Linked DNA regions of Gossypium hirsutum: region 2 is linked to region 1. A link is a contact called in public Hi-C data. All regions are on one chromosome and are shown on one strand. The core of a region is the stretch at or near the end of the contact, and the rest is flanking DNA. Distances in the headings are between cores, read along the strand shown.

Region 1 (2,559 bases), core at 31-2,530:
AACCAATAATCAAATTATTCAACTAACATAAGCTCTCCCTTTTCCACATAGATAATGTTTAATCGTGAATCCATATATAGGCACATCCTGAGAACCTTCAGTCACACTTAATAATGCTTTCTTAATGATTTGATCCTCACACGCCAGAATCTTTCATTTGATAGGCTTATATGGTTCTAACACAATAGCACGATCTTAAACAAGTCTTAACAGGAAAATTAGTAATATAGACATGAACCATCCATAAAACAGCATTTGGCACTGGAAAATGATGATTAGGGACTATCTAAAAGAATGGAAATGGACCTTTCTAAGCTCATCCTAGAGCTTGTAAAAACTAGCATTATGAGGACCATGAGCATTATGGCAAAGCTCGTGAAGCATTGTATCAAGAACTTGATCGAAGGGATGAAAATCCCAATCCCGATTCGGTCTTCATAACCTTAACTTTATGTGGATGCCAGCTCCCACATTTAGTCCAAACAAAGCTGGATTATTCGGACTATCAATATGAAAAAAAAATCAAAACTAAATTCAGTATAATTTTTGAAAGTCAAGCCAAAGTAACTCCTAGTATGATAACTCAAAGCATGCAAACACTTCACAATTCTTTCAATGCATTATTTTCCTTCGGCATCATGCTTCAGCATTGATAAAACACATCTCAATGCCATAAAAGAAAAGCGCTTGAATTTCAGTAGTATAACCGTAAATACCCATTCTTCCATCAATCATAATTGAAGAAAAAGAATTCAGCACAATTGAAGAAAAAAATCATTTTCTCTAACAGAATAAAAGATACAAAAATGAATAAAATTGATAAAGATACCAGAATTTTGAGAGGAGCTTGACCCTCCATTTATGCTTACACATAATGGGTTGAACTTGTTTGGCTATTTTCTTTAAGATTTTTTTTTTGGCTTCTTCTTCTCCAGGTTTCCTCTTCAATGCTTTGATTTCCCAGACCTTGTGCAAATCCCCCAAATTCATTTTCCTTTTTCAGATAATTTTGGGAAATATCAAAACCCTAATTCAAATTCCTAAAAGGTTAAAACTTTAGGGATGAATATGGTTAAGAAGGCTGGAAGGAAATGGGAAAAAGAACGAAAAGAGAAGAGGCTTCAGACGTGAGGAAGGGAGAAGGGTAAAATTGAAACTGAGACACTCTGAATGGCTATTCTGTGGGTAAGGCGCCGAATGCTATTCAGTGTGTTTAGTGGGAATAGAGGCTGAATTGAATAAGGCTGTAATGACATTACAGCCAACCAAACATTGGTTTGGTGGTGGGCTCATTGAATTGGGCTGTAATCTATTTCTATTACACTCAACCAAACATAATGTTAGATTTTATATGAAAATCCTTTCGGGAAAAAATAACGGGCAGAAGAGAAAAAAATTCACTAATGTTGAAAATTGAATAATGTAAGAGGAGTTTCGACTATATCTATTTAAAGGTTGAAAAACCTTATTCTAATCAATATCAAATAGAAGAAGCGTAGTTCTATATTGATTCTACTTGTGCAATCAATGTCAAATAAAAGAAGAGTAATTCTAGATGGATTCTACTTGTGTAGCCTGGTCCGTACCATGGTGCACCCTCAGTGCGAGGAACTATTATGCTACGGCCTTAAGCCCACCACAGATCTCCTAGTTTTACCACTGTATTATTTCTTTAACAGGAATTTGTGTCACACAACTCTAACATCATGGACTCTTCTACTTGCATGTCTACCCCAAATAGAGTGTTTGGGGCTACTTAAATTATGGGTTTTTCAAGTCGGACCCTGAATCAAGTTATTTTTATTACAATTATATAACATCCTTAGATAAGCTATGGAATTATGAACTAACACTAGGGCCATGTTTGGTTCAATGTAAAGGTGTCTAGCTATTACAACTCTATTCCGTGGGCCTACCATAAACAACTGTTTGGTTCAAGGGGATGCCTTATTACGAGCTTATTCCATTACGGGCCTATGCAATGAAATTGCCTAATTTCTATTATGTTTCCTCACCACTGATTACTGAATCGGTGCTTAAGGAGACTATCACCACAAAAACGCTCCCTACTTTGCCCTCTCCCACTGTCTCACCTTAAAAGACAGTCACCTTCATCGCAACGTTAGGTAAAACATTTTCTTCCTCCGTTCCTTCCATTTTCCTCTCTTCCAATTTTTTTGCACTCTTTTTCTGTATTCTTTTTCTTTTCTCAATAGAGTTTTTCTTTTCCTCTCTTCCTTTTCTTTTGCTTGATCTATAAAATTCCATCGACTGTTGGAAAGAGCAAGAGAGGAAAATTAAACCAAAGGTTCTAATTCTTAATTTTATTTGAAAAATCATTTAAATCTCGGTTTTGTTTTCTTATCTACTAATTATTTTGATCGATTTTTGTTTTAGATAAAATGATTATTAGCAATAAAGGACGACAATGAAGAACTGTGAAAGAGTCGCTAGCTTAGCTTTAGCAGGTTTACTTTTCTTGTTCTTTTTGATTGATTATTAGTTCATTTTAGTTTATTATTTAAATTTGTTTTTGTTTTGAACCTTTTTTTGGACAAT
Region 2 (2,559 bases), core at 31-2,530, 220 kb after region 1:
TGAAGCCTCGGAAAATGGCGACTTTATAATAGCAATGCAAGAATTCCAAACACTTTGAGGGAAAAAGAAGTTGGTGTTTTCGTATCTACTTCCATGTTCATGAATTAATTATTAATAAAAAACATTTTCAGATTGCTAACCAAAAATATCAAGTTTAAAATATTAATTTGACTTCTAAAAAGAAGTAAAGAAACAAAAAAGTCGGTGCTCTTTTTTTTTTTTTAAAGAAAACAAAAGTGCATGAGCGAAGCTCCCTCGTAAGGGAAAATCTAAAACATGAATTATATTATTTTAAAAGAAAATGACGCGATTACTTTGCACTTTGCACATGATCATTCTGCACTGTTTAAGCTAAAGATCCTTACACCACGCTTACAACACATGAGTTTTTGCCCAGATTATACGCCATTAAACTATAGAATCTCAACAACTGTCTTCATCCTCAACAACAAAAAGAGTAAACAAAAGAATATTGCTTGTAAAGTAATAAAAGAACAAAGAAAAGCTTTAACCGCTTAATCTCCAAATAAATAACTCAGTGCACACAGAAAAAAGAACAATGTAAAATTGCTAATTAATTCCCTCAGTTTTCTCGGCAGCCAAACAGAGGTTAAAGTAACGATAGTTACATGAAAAATTCTATTTAACATTAAGAAATAAATTCACCACTAAATGCGCGCAACAGATTAGAAAAAAAAAACTGAAGAAAATGAAGGTAAGGCCAATATTAGTTCTCTCGAGCTTCTCATTGAAATGCCGCCATTCACCAAAAGAAAATCAAAACTAATGATAAAAACAAATTTGAAATTCACCTGCTCTGAAATGCGAGCTGAAAGTGAGACGTCTTAAAACTTGAAACGTTTCAGAAAGAAATGGCAAGCTCGCTCCCTCGATCCGTCTACATAAAATTAACTTGGCATTTGCAACGCATTAAAGTTTCTGAGAAAAGTAAAAGAGAGGAGTTAATGAGTAATTGCCTTATTGCAGGTTAAAGGCAATGCACGGTAATCGAGGACAGAGTGATACAGGAAGAAGAAAACAACAATGCAGCCATTTGATAAAGAACAAGAAGAAAAAAAAAGAGCAAGTAGACGTCGTTTTCGATTCTGATTCGTCGTTTTTGACTCTTTTTAAGATTTTCAATTGGGACTGATCATACGCACGAAAAAATAAAACATATCAAAACTTCTAACATTATATTAATACCAAAATTTTTAACTTTATCGAAACTTCTAACATTTTAATTAGAAATTTTTATATTTTCTTTTTTACGATAAGATTTTCGTAAGGCCTGCGTTCTTCGTTGGGTACATCTTATATCTTGTGGTAGTGATACCAACCAGATCTTTACCACTGGCTGTACTATATTTGGAGGATTTCTTTTCGTGCCCAATATTTTTTTAAAATTTACAAATATTTATTTTAATAAACTAAATTTTATATTGTCAATTAAATATATCGCAATTGAAAATTTATTAAAACATATTTACTTTTATTAAGTAATAAATATTAATACAAAAGTTTTTTTTATTTTTTTATTTTTTTATTTTTTTAATGAAATAATACAATAATATATAATCTCCAGATATAAAATTTTAAGCTTTTTAATTTATCTGCATGTGGCTTGGTTTTAATATAAATCTTTTATAAATATATTTTATGGGCTTTTTTTTCTTTTTAATTTGTGAATCTATTTTTTAGGAATTTTTGTTGTATGAATAGAGGATAATGTATATTGTTGTTGAAACTCAACCGGTTAAAAATAATTTCTCGTAGAAAATCTCAGAAAATGAGTGACTCTTCGTCGGCTTCTTAATCTGTTTCTATTTTAAGAGTATTATAGAATAATAAATTATTTCACGAGTCAATTTAGACCTGTGTTGTTTTAAATTTTATATTTTTTTGTTGTTTTATATTGTTTAATAAATATTTACTTTTAGAAGTGTTTGTTTGTTCTTTTAATACTTTTTTTGTCTTGCTTTTTTAAATGATTTTAGAGATGGTTTTGTCACCGTCTTAGTCAATTTTATGAATGATCAATTCTTTTATCGATTTTTGTCCATCGCTTTAAATGATTCAAGACTGATTTTCTTATCGTATTAAGTACTTACAATCACTCCAGATACGTCGTGCTTGAGTTATGATAAAATCAATCGTTAACATGACATAATATTTTATTAATACTAAGGTTGAAACATTTATTGTGTTAACAAAATCTATTTTTTACGAGTAATTATTTATTTTTTCCACAAATTACATCATCTTATTTTTGGAATAAATTAATAAATTTTCCTTTAAAAAATTTAAACATTAAATTGGCTTCTTGTTTTTAGTATACTCACCTAATGCTAATTGTTGGCCGGCAAATGGAAGTGCTTTCATCTCTTTTGTAGAAAATTTTAGGTAGATTATATCTTTTATTATTTATAGAATATCAAACATATTTTATATATTATTCGACAGGAGATAAAATGTTATGTTTGAACTTGTATTAATTAAGCATTTGATAAGAGTTTTAATTATTATTTATTTAAATTAAGTCAAAATATCAAACATATT

Evidence for each region. A called contact is a pair of places that touch in the nucleus more often than the background predicts.
Region 2: a contact with region 1 is called in a Hi-C map of leaf, with 2.5 times the contacts expected there. The contact joins the promoter of LOC107962970 here to the promoter of LOC107926904 in region 1. A contact is called at or near these places in 2 of 34 Hi-C or Micro-C datasets (both in leaf).

The regions. Positions count from the first base shown.
Region 1 is chrA08:118,072,744-118,075,302 of Gossypium_hirsutum_v2.1, forward strand. It overlaps LOC107926904, which reads right to left and starts at 1,281. Exons shown (of 3, transcript XM_016857851.2): 1 at 830-1,281. The coding sequence starts at 990. LOC107926910 (a long non-coding RNA gene) reads left to right here and starts at 1,970. Exons shown (of 5, transcript XR_001692340.2): 1 at 1,970-2,126; 2 at 2,283-2,308; 3 at 2,398-2,468.
Region 2 is chrA08:118,292,830-118,295,388 of Gossypium_hirsutum_v2.1, forward strand. LOC107962970 (FT-interacting protein 3) reads right to left here and starts at 1,281. Exons shown (of 2, transcript XM_041074909.1): 1 at 813-1,281.